Regions from separate parts of the Zea mays genome. Here all the other regions are linked to region 1. Evidence: chromatin contacts called from public Hi-C data. All regions are on one chromosome and are shown on one strand. Each heading gives the region's core, a stretch centred on a gene start, on an enhancer-like site or on the middle of the called end of the contact. The rest is flanking DNA. Distances are from core to core; before and after follow the strand shown. Region 1 holds the start of LOC100285653. Region 2 holds the start of LOC100192838. Region 3 holds the start of LOC100194347.

Region 1 (3,836 bases), core at 1,025-3,524:
GTTTCTGAGACCACATTGGCGCAATGGACTAAATAGTGTTTGAGGTTGCTGAATTAGATGGAGCAACAATGATTTGTCACACTAACAACAAAATGAAAGATTATTTATTGGTTTTAAACGTTAGTAATTGCTACGAAGTAGCATAATTTATATGGAGTGCATCCGGTTTTTATTGATGCTTGACTTTAGCAATCACTCCATATTTTGATCTATCTTTTTATAAGTTTGACTTCATGGGACTTATTTTAGAAACTTGAACTCACAAATTTTGTCTTATTTGGTCTCTGTATGATGGAATTATGTCATTTTATAATCTTTGTTCATTCAGTCGTTGTGAACTATTTTCTAATCGCTCACTTCATTGGTCGTGTTGTACCAAGACATATTGCATGGAGTAAACAATAACATCAGTTAGCCAAATCAAAAAATAGTATACAGAGAGCGGAGACAATCGATAAAAAATCTTGAATTTTTTTATGGATAGTTTACGTGGGTATTATTGTAAGCCGTCGCAACGCACGGGCAACCGATTAGTATGGGTACGATATGAGTTGAATTTTGTCTTGCGGGTATGGGTTCACGAACCATATACCAGTGTCCTACTCGCCTGACTTCCAACCCTAGTGTTGAGCCCTAGATAGAGGCCCCTGCAGGTGACGAGCGTGACAGACACCATGGCCGGGTCAACGACGAGGTCCTATCGGGGGCTCGCGTTGGTAGGTGAAGAACATTTTTTCATCACAATTGCACCCTTAGAACAGTAATTACACCCTTATTTTTTTCCTCGCTACTATCTACAGAAGAACACATTAATGGAAGTGATGAGTGCTTACTATTATATATATACATCTCGACCCTAATAGGATAAAAATCAGTCAGGATGGTGAAATATAGAACAAGCAGAGAAAGTGAAGATCTATAGAACTTATAAATGCTGACCTTATCATATTGAATCTCTAATATAATCACTGTGATGCCGACCAATGACTTTGAGCTTGTCAAATGGACACTAAGGATGTTGTATTTGCAAAAATTTAAATTGGGCAAATCATTCGATGTAAGTACCATATACTGTGGAATGGCAAGGAAAAGGTTCCTACTTAAGTTTCTTCTTGACAACTAACTTAACAACCCGGTCGCCTATCCAATTCAAGTTAGTGTCTCTAGGAAAGTGATCAACATAGGAAATAAGTAGCTTTAATTGATAGATGATAGTGGTAAAAAAGATCAGGAAAATGTAGAAAAACTAAGTGGATGTATAAAACAATCACCTTTGTTATCATAAGTATAATAGGATTAGCACCAGCAAAATCGATACATGTGCGAGGAAACTCCCATTGAAGTCGATGATGTCAACCTTCACGGAAACTATAATGAGTGAGAAGAGAAAAGAGAATGGAGCAATATGTGACAAGTTGTTTACCAATTTGACTATCAGTGCTTATGACAGCTTCCCTGAACTATTGTGTTGAACTATCTCTTGTTGTATTAGACTATCTTATGCTATTTGAAAACTAGCTTTTGTTGTATTAGACTATTATGTGATTCGAATCTTGTCATCATGTTTGAATTTTATTGGACTATTGTATGATCTAAATTTATTGCTATATTATTATGTTGAACTATGTTCCATACAATGCTCGTCTATAATTGTTTTGTTCGCGAACTAAATTGGAACAAACGATAAGCAATTCATGTTATCGGACCAAATAATATCTATATCAATCACCTATTCACCAAATAAATATCCGGTCTATGAATCCATATATGTTCCGTATGTAACTATCTATATTTAATCCCGAATCCGATTAAAATACAATACGATAGGATATGATTTTGAATGATCTACTATGGCCCTGTTTGGCACAGCTTATTTTCAGTTTCTTCACAAATTTAAGCAGAAGTTCTGCCAAACAGACAACTTCTGCAGCAGCTTATCAGTTCAGCAGCTTCTCAAAATGAACTAAAAGCAACCAACAAGCAGAAGCTGCTTTCTACCAGCTTATCAGATAAGCAGCTTTTTCAACAAGCAGCAGCTGTGCCAAACAGAGCCTATCTATCCATCCATATATGCTCGTTTTCACTCTAGACTGCTAGACCTATGTACGCATAGCTGATGGCGTGTCTATATATCTACGTGTTTGTGTGTGACTGTGTGCAGTTTTGAACCTAAAGCGGCCAAGCCCAGACGATTCACAAAGGCAAGTCTGGAAAAAATGTTGAATTGAGGGATTTGGGCGTATAAATGGCCCCCTCCCTTTCCAAACCCCTCCTCCGTCTATCCCCACAGCCGCCTTGCCTCCATTGTCTCTCCACTCCCTTCTCTTCCCTCTCACCTCCTAAAACCTCCATTGCCCGCGCGCACGAGCGCCCGCGTCGAGGACTCCAGCTCGTGTGTCCGTGCGAACGCGCGGTTTTCTTGTCACGAACTGTCGCTCCGGTCAGGGGATTGAGGAGGTGGGGCGGCGGCGGCGGATTTGTCGGGCCCGAGATTCCCGGACAAGGAGAAATGAAGTACGTCCTTGTCACCGGCGGGGTAGTGAGCGGCCTGGGCAAGGGCGTTACAGCCAGCAGCATCGGCGTCGTCCTGAAGGCGTGCGGCCTCCGCATTACGTCCATTAAGATTGGTACGTGTCCCCCGCCGCCGCCGTCTCCTCCTTACCTAAACGAACCGCGCGTACCTTCCGTTTTAAAACCTGGAACGGCGCGTTAGGGTTGTCATTCGACCTAAGGTTGGGGGTGGTTCTGAGCTTTCGATCCGTTCCGGCAACATGGGCCGGCAAAAGATTTGGTTTTGGAGCGATACTCGTGGCGGGGACTGTGGGTGGAGGTTGGTGTGCGGAGGACCCGGGTTCCTGGTCGAGTTAGGTGAAAAGTCCCTCTTTTGAACCTTCCGCTCAGTGCTATTGCCGTTGTATTCGTTGGTGCCTTTGGTTTGGAGGATATGTTGTCAAAACTGGTCTCTGATTTTCATGATAAGTTTGCCAATCTTGCCACTTAAAGACGTTGTGGTTCTTTTCCTTCAAAGACTGCTTTATAGTTGGGTGGCCACCTACTCAGGGTTATCCTTCGTGCGAATGGGGTTTCCCTTCCTCCTGATATTGTTTAGGAGAAGAATATATTTATGGAGGGATGACACTTCCATTTGACTTTGTAGTGGTCTTAGGGAATGTTCTGCTTAAGCCATAAATCTTTGGAGTTTGAACAATGGTGGTTTATTCATGATTTGCCTGATATTCTAGAACATTGTGGTTTATTTTACTTCACTGGTTGGTCGTCAGCGCTTATGCCTGGGCAAGTGCCTCCGGCAATATGTTCTCTTTAGTATTTTTAACAGAAATGGCTTAATATGTTCACGTTTGGGACAATAAATTTGCCTTTTTTGGATGCCCATAAATTTGCCTCGACTCTCATTAGTTGAGCACAATTTTTGGTTCTCGATGCTGTGGCCATGGAAACAAGGTAGTTGGAGAAGACTAGGTTTCACCTCCTATGCTTGTCTCTGTCTTCCAGATATATTATGCTATAGAGGGCTTGCCGCTGCTGATTTAGATATCACATGACACCAATGCTGATTTAGTTATCTTCATGCCACGAACCTATGGATGCCAGCTCTGCACTGCGGTATCTTTTGACTTAATTCAATCTAATGTTACATGTTTTGATTGGCAATACTTATTCTTATCCAGTACCCACCTATACCCTTTGTTTTTGCTGTTGTTGCCTTGTGACTCTTGTACTAATGTTGCCCTTGTGCCTTGATTGTGACCTTTGCCATTGTAAAATCTATGGTGGCAAGCCAGCTATTGCTTGCACTGATGCTTTAGTTGCTTGTG
Region 2 (3,955 bases), core at 1,059-3,558, 280 kb before region 1:
TTCTCCATCAACCTACAAATAATTTTCGATATGTACTGGCGCATGTCAACTTCCAAAACGCGGAAGTACTCTTAAAGGATGATAGAAATGGTCAGAGCTTACCTCTGCAACGTGTGCGTCAAGGACAGAACTCTCTGTCATGCGCTGGCCAGTTGTCACCTTCTACAAGGTGATAAAGGTCGTTTGTAGAATCAATATGTCAAATATCGACATTAAAATTTCATTCAAGGATCTTAAAACCTTTTTCAGTTTATCAACAACCGACAATGTGCATGTTTCTTATAAAACACTAAAGCTCATCTAAGTTTAAATTTATGCTTGATTGAATTTAGCTTTCTAGATGTATTAGCTGCTTAGTGCATAACAGAGAGTTCTATCATGCTTATCCTTGCTTCACTCCATGAGACATTGTGCATGTTTCTTATGAAACACAGAGAGATAATAACTAAGGAACATAATAAGAACTTAAAATTCTGCATTTATTTGCTTTCTGGTGTATCCGATAAACTACTTGGATTTTAGTCCTTTTATTAATTTATACAGTTTGTCGTACACAATTTAGCTTAAGGAATGCAAGAAATAACATATTTAAAAGAAAGCCCAAAACACAAGTATGTACCATGGTAGATCTATCAGATAAAATGCAATCAGCAACATCTTTTGGATCCCACGAGCTCTTGTCTTTTGAAGGCAAAAAACGTGAATTCGGTGGCCCAATCTGCACCCAAAAAATTATGGATGTTACTGCGTATAATCAAATTTGTTTTTCAGAGTTTCAATTAATGTATTTCCCATCCAGATAATCAAGCCACATAACAATTTTCACCGAAAACGAAATATTTAGTCACAGACAGCAATTTGCAAAAAAAAAAAAAACAGAAACTTAAATATTAAAACATGACATTGGGTTAGTACAACCCAACAAATTGCAGATTTATGCATTTCCTAGTATCATAGAGTATTTGAGAAGTTACCGAGACCGAGATGACAACATTGTGTATCATGTCAACTCGCTCTGATACGATACGTTGCCTTGCATCAGCTGCATAGAGACCTAGTCAGCTTGCGCCATTACGAAATATATGGATATTCCAAAAAGTGTAACTGTGGAAGTCCTTGTGCTCAATAATCTAGTTCATTCGTGTGAACAAAGTAATAAGACCATTCCTTATCATTGTTATGCCAGAAGCTACTCACGCGATAGTGGCGCTGCAGAGGAATATCGCTCTGGTTTTCTGGACTCTACCCTAGGAACAGAATAATAGGATAGTAATTTGTAAGCGAAAAGTTTTATCCTAGTGCCCATGAGAAGGCAATAAGTACGCAAAAAACAGGTTAAGACTGAAAAAGAGTAGATTGGACAAAATATTGTAGTGCAGGGAACTGAAATACCATTTGAAGGTAAATTTCTTCCCTGGCAGTTCCACCGGGTAAAGAAAAGAGTATGCATTGATCTCATCAATTTGTGTGTTCATCTTCACGTCTTCATCAGTCTCCATGACAGCATATGCTTCTACAGAATCGTTGCGAGCAAAGCACTTGTGATCATTCAAGAATTGGTCTTTCAAGAAAAGAACTGTCAAAGAATGGCCTCTCGGGAGAATGAGAGAGTTATAAATAGAAAACAGGAGATCCAATAGATAAATGTGTAGCACATTATGCACAATCATAAAAACAGTACATGTCATGGACTTACTCTAAATTTTGCAATCACATGCCTCAAAACTGACACGTCTGACAAATTCAGTGTGTGGAAATTAGCAGAAAGTAGAAATGCTAATTCTTCCGTCCACAAGACCCGAACCGAGTGAATGAACCATGAGAAGTAGAGAGACATCCCATGAACACTACCTGAAATGGGGAGCATGATTGCGAAAGAAGACACGAGCCCGGACATGAGAAGGCGCCTCCTCTCCACCTCCAACCCGCGGTTCCTAGCGGCAGGCTCGCGAGAGCACGAAGCGAGCACAAAGGCCCTCCTCCTCGGTGGCAGAACACGCGCTGCCCCAGCGTGGAGTGGTCCCCTGCTCCTGCGCAATCCCCAGGAACCAAAATCAGGAGCGCAGTCAAGGAGGGTGGGTGTTCTGTGCACAGTAACACGAATAGGCGGCGAGCAGGGAATCGTGTAAGCGGCAGAGGGAGTGCGTGCCTGGGGCGGAACGGGGACTGAGATGTGGGGCTCGGGAGAGTGTGCGGAGAGGAGAGGAGAGCCCCCGCCATGGCTCGCCGGCGTCAAGACCCCTCGTCCCTTCCTACGTCCACTCGGGCTAGACCGAAGGACGGGGAAGCAGAGTGTTCTATCCAAACCTTTTGTTGCGTCTTGCGTGAGAGCAAAAGATCTCCATGTTCTATTGGCGTGTAAAAATACGGTCATGATAGATAGGCTAAAATATAAGACACATAATTGTTGGTAATATTGTTTAACAATAATTATAATGTAGAGTTTAAAATAGAATAAGAGATCTACTGGAAATAGCTTAAAAGCATCTCCAAAAGCTCTCCTAAGATCTCCCTTTTTTAGAAAAAAAACATAAAAACTTAGAACATCTCTAATAGCTCCCAATATTTATTCTTCTAAAATATTGTTATATTGAATTCTTTCCAAAACTCTAAATACCCCAAAAAAATGTACACAACTCTAATAACTCTTTATTTTGTCTCAAAAATAGTCCACCTAGCTTGTTGAGTGTATCTCTACAGCTGGTCATCAGAGACCAAATTGGGTTAACTCAACTAATTATCTCCTTAATCGGGCCCTTTATTGGGACTGTCCATGCTAACCTCGGTTGGAGCCCCCGGTCACATGACGCTATATAAAGGATCAAGGGTCGTAGGAAAAGCCAACGTTAGTATCTCGCCCAGAAACCCTAATCCACAGAGGTCCCATCGCTTAGGCATCGGAGTGACTGGAAGCGCGACAACCAAGGGAGGCTCGGATTTCGGTGCATATTGTTCCTCTACAGGAGCAATGGAGGTGACACCGAAAGCAGCGACCATGCTCCACAACTACCTCGCTAGGACGCGTCAACACAACAACAACGAAGGTATATTTCCTTATTCCTCTCAGTAGAACAGATCTACTCGTCATCGAGGTTTACTAGTTACTGATTGGTATTATAGGGGCTTAGGAATCGATCATAGGCACCATAGAATCTAACAACGGTATCAGAGCCACCCTAAGACCCCTAGGTTTCCTAATCCGCTTTTGATTTTGAGATCACAGAAAGGTCTCGGGTCAAAGTGATTAGACTCAGTTTCTTCATTTCTATCACCCCGAGAACAGAGATTAGATCAAAGTGATAAAGTTGAGATTAGATCAAAGAGAGAAAGTCAAGAAGTAAGAATAGATATCGGGTTAGGTTTTCTAACCCTGTTTCAGCCATATCGAGGACCCAGAGGGTCTCATGGCTCAAACTAGTAAACTGACAGATCAGTGAACTCGACATCTAAGGGTTAGGGTTACCTAACCCTAGTTCATCTAGATCAGGTCACAGTGATCGCGTTCAAGGGCTCAAGGCTGTTGGATTCGAGTTAAGCAAACAGAATAAGATAACACCAGGAACAGATTAGAGATAGAAAACCCTAACTATTTCCCCAAATAAAAATGCATACAAACCATCACAAAAATAACGCAGGGACCTAGATCTACGCATTTATCAACTCAAAACTCGATCCTAAATAATACATTAGATACATTCCATACAATCATACACACACAGTATGGGAATCGATTAAAGAGAACTAGATCCGGGTGTATAGAAGTCACAGAGAAACGGTCAAGAGGCTGACAGTTCACCTCACGACCACACTAGCCACAGTCTTATCACGTCGTTGGGAGCATCAACCACCGCGAGGCACCCGTTCGACGACCCATCCGAAGGGACACGTCCACCGGCGGAAGGGGCCGAGGGTCCGCTCTGGCCAGTGCACAAGCGACAGAGCTAGAAGAGGTGAG
Region 3 (3,863 bases), core at 1,187-3,686, 480 kb after region 1:
ACACAATCGCCAGTTCGCCACATCACAGTAGTGGTATATTCTTAACTTTTATATGAAAAGATCAGTTCAAGACAAGAAGAAACTCTGCCAGAAAAATATGTATCATGCAAAACTGTGTGACAATTTAGAAATTAAATGATTGCAAAAAAAAGAACAATATAAGTTCAGTGGAATATTTTCTGTTACAGCAAACTTCAAAGGGATAATACAGATTAGTAATATTCCCAAAATATGGTAGAAGAATCTGCAAATTAAAGCCACCAAACTGACAAACTAAATGTATATCACTTACTAACCGAATAATGAAATAGTTGTGATGAAGTCAAACTCAAACCAACTGCTGCTTGATCAACCGAAAGAGCAAAACCAAACCCACCAAGCTTCCAAGACCCGTTAGAAGTTATAAATACCGTCTGTAAAAGAAGCAAGATTAGTAAAGTACACTAGTGTACAACTTGTTGTTGGCATAATGGATAACAAGCAAGTAACATCAAACCCATTAGGTATTCTGCAGAGATATTAGATCCCATGTGGTGCTAAGCCATCAAGCCATCAGTTCAGAGAGCAACATACATTAAAGGTTCAGTATATAGAGAACAATGTGAACAAACCAATTTGCAATTTGAGGGAAAAATAATGTCCAAGAAAGCATTGAGTTTTTCAGCAAATAAGTGCAAGTACAAAAGGCATCATATACTACAATACATAGCAAGCCTAAGAGTGACCTTAGGATCATCAAGGGGGACTGCGGCAAGGCAGAATGACTACGCTAAAATGACAAGAGAACACAAAAACATTGGGATTGTAAGAGGAAAAGGACAGAGCGAATCAATTATCTCAATACTCAATAACAGAAAAGGAACAAGCAGAAAATTATAAATGCAGAAGAATGGTGGTGTGAGGAACCTCAGGCGATATAGCTCGATGGGCAAGATGAGCATTGTTATGAAGAAAATCCAACGTCTCTGCAACTTGTAGCAGCCCATGTTTAATCTCAAGTAGCCCCATTTCCTGAAACACAAGAAAGAAATTAGCAAACTGCTGAATTAAAAATATGATCATGCTTTGGCTGTCCAAACTATTGCTATGACTAAGGCACCACTCAATACACAGAAATGCAAGGAACAAAGAATCTACAGGCATCAATCACCACTTATATGGCCTGAAAAGTTCCAAATCCACAGGATACCTGATTGTAAACTAAAAGTTTTACAGTAGAAAATCGCAAGAATCTCACAGTCAAACCTCATGTTTGAATACAATTCCGATTATCTGAAATCCTACCAAACGCCAGTGGCAGGGACAGTGTAAGATGTGAGGTCAGATAATCTTGGAGGGTTTTTACAAATCAGTGGTGTATAACTTAGGAAGTAAAATAACTATGTATTGTAAACTCTTAGAGAAACATACAAATTTTGATACATTGGTATGACAAGGATGCCATTTTTTAAGGAAGGTTTGTTGCAAAATGTTAGAAGTACAAAAAAAAAAAATACACTCATTATGCAGCTTTTCTGGATGTGACACTGCCAAATGCTGCATTAGAAACATAAATGATACCTTCTCAGATCATGCCTCTGTAATTCTATGACATTTGCTAATCAATAATGGCATGAACAGCTAAAACCAGAAACAATAGCGAGTTTTCCACTCCCATACCAACCCTAATCGCCTTAACTTGCTAGCCAGTTTTGAATGCAGCAGCAACAAGTAACAAGTAGGAAAACACGACAAAACTTTCCTTTAATCAGTCTTGTAACCTTCCTAGCAGTAAATAAATTGCCAAAGGTCGATGACACACAGAGTTAAACAAAAACACGATCAGTCGTACCATGCCCTTGACCTCCTTGGGCACCTTGCCAACATTGTCAAGGCACCCGAGCGCGTTAGCTACGGAGGCGAAGACGGGCTCAGTGGCCATGGCCATGGCGGCCTTGGTCTCGTCGAGCGCCTGCACGACGTGCAGCACGCCCGGGTGGCGCAGGCGCACGAGCCGCGCCGCGTCGGCGCGGACGAGGTCGAGGAACGCGTCCTCGGCCGCCTTCGACATCCCCGCCCGCGCCCGCGCCTCAGCGAGGGCGCGCTTGTCCAGCACCCAGACGGAGACGACGGGGTAGGGCGCCGAGGGGGCGCCATCCCGCGGTCGCGCCGTGTAGATCCGCCACGCGAGCCCCGGCCCGCCGGACCCGGCCTGATCCAGCAGCTCGTAGTCCTGCAACGGGCGCGGGCCCGTCACCTCTTGCACCGTCGTGGACACCGTCTTCTCTATCACAGCCGACGCCTTCGCCAGCGCCTGCGTCAGGGTCTTCATGTTGAGCGCCATCGCCCCCCACCGCCGCCGCTGCCGCGGCCTCCGGCGAGATCTCCTGGGAGGCCCCGGCCGCGGTGGTGGATTTCCTCTTGGAAGGGGTCGTCTGATCGGTCGGTGGCAGGCGTGTTGGTTTATAATTATGTTTTGTTTTTTATTTAAACGTTTTTTTCGGGGAGAAGCAGCTCATGCCACTGCCATGTGAGACCGCGGACGAGGGGATGTATGGAGGATGATGCTTCTTCGCGAAGGGGACGAGAAGGGGATTGCGAAATATGGGCCGTTGGTTCGACGTGGTTTTGGCCAGGATGAACGACTGGGATGCGGCATTTGGTAGGCGTGGCGAGGTTGGTCAATGACAGCGAACAGAGTGTAAGAACATCTCCAATAATTTATCGAACAGTTGCCTTAAATTGAAATGTGGAGCCCTTTAAAGCAAAAACTACTTCAACAGTGTCTTATTTTATAAAATTTGGTCCAAAAAATTATAGAGCACATTCTCGAGTGTCTCAAATATACTACATAGTGAGTTGTCCTGTAATCTAGATTTGAGTCTTTAAAATGTTTTGCTGATACCCTAAATTCTATAAAATATAATAATTTTTAAATTATATGATATTTTTATAGGTCACGTTTTAGAGATGCTCTAAGAGCATCTTCCGAATTTTTTGTTTTTTAGCCCCTTTCGTGACAAAAATTTACGTTTGGACCCCCAGAAATTTTATTTGCACGTTTGGACCCGATGCTCGGCGCCATAGGTTGTGGCGCCGAGGTAACACAGCTCGGCGCCACAGCCTATGGCGCCAAGCTGTGTGACGTGGCAGTCCGCGTAGCACCTAGCTCGGCGCCACAAATCCTGGCGCCGAGCTAGGAAATAACCGCAAACCACCTTTCTCTCTGCGCGTTTCTTCTCTGTTGAATTCACTTCAACCGCAAACCCGCTGCCGCCGTTCCCGAGTGGAAATCGCCGCCACCCGCCGTCGTAGCTCCGGCCAACCCGCTCGCCCGCCCAGCTCCGGCCAACCCGCCCTCTTGGCTTCCGGAGGGCCGCCGAGCTCGCCCGCCCGCCCAGCTCCGGCCAACCACGGCACCGGCGCTCGCCAACGGTCGACCACCTCGCCAGGACCGGCCGCCGCGCGCACGGGACCGGCGCTCGCCACCGCGCCTGCTCGCCAACGGTCGGCCACCGCGCCTGCTCGCCCGCTCCGGCCCCGGCAGCTCCCGCCCCCACTGCCGCCCGATTTTTTTTAATTTCTTAGTTAGTAAACTGTTAGCTATTGTTAGTGTTTAGTAATTAGTTAGCTATCCACTTATTTATTGTTTAGTAAATAGTTAGATATTTTGTTGTTAGTGTTTATTAAAATAGTTAGCTAGTTTCTTGCTTAGTATATTGTTAGTGTTTAGTAAATTCTTAGTGATTATATAGTTAGCATTTTGTTTAGCGCATTGATATTACATGTTTTCTGTGTTGGCAACCATCGTGTTGTCGTTTATTCGCAGGTTCTATAAACATCACTTTATAGGGGAGGTGCTGCCAAATTTTTTATTGACAATA

The links. Hi-C and Micro-C count contacts between places; a contact is called where the count stands out from the background.
Region 2: a contact with region 1 is called in a Hi-C map of leaf, with 5 times the contacts expected there. The contact joins the promoter of LOC100192838 here to the promoter of LOC100285653 in region 1. A contact is called at or near these places in 3 of 25 Hi-C or Micro-C datasets (ear, leaf and tassel).
Region 3: a contact with region 1 is called in a Hi-C map of tassel, with 2.5 times the contacts expected there. The contact joins the promoter of LOC100194347 here to the promoter of LOC100285653 in region 1. A contact is called at or near these places in 2 of 25 Hi-C or Micro-C datasets (ear and tassel).

What each region holds. Positions count from the first base shown.
Region 1 is chr8:147,708,641-147,712,476 of Zm-B73-REFERENCE-NAM-5.0, reverse strand. LOC100285653 reads left to right here and starts at 2,274. Exons shown (of 21, transcript NM_001158544.2): 1 at 2,274-2,627. The coding sequence starts at 2,510.
Region 2 is chr8:147,989,666-147,993,620 of Zm-B73-REFERENCE-NAM-5.0, reverse strand. It overlaps LOC100192838, which reads right to left and starts at 2,308. Exons shown (of 11, transcript NM_001138029.1): 1 at 2,150-2,308; 2 at 1,852-2,030; 3 at 1,393-1,513; 4 at 1,198-1,247; 5 at 975-1,042; 6 at 620-718; 7 at 103-162; 8 at 1-12. The coding sequence starts at 2,220.
Region 3 is chr8:147,227,398-147,231,260 of Zm-B73-REFERENCE-NAM-5.0, reverse strand. It overlaps LOC100194347, which reads right to left and starts at 2,436. Exons shown (of 14, transcript NM_001359459.1): 1 at 1,832-2,436; 2 at 907-1,011; 3 at 297-413. The coding sequence starts at 2,323.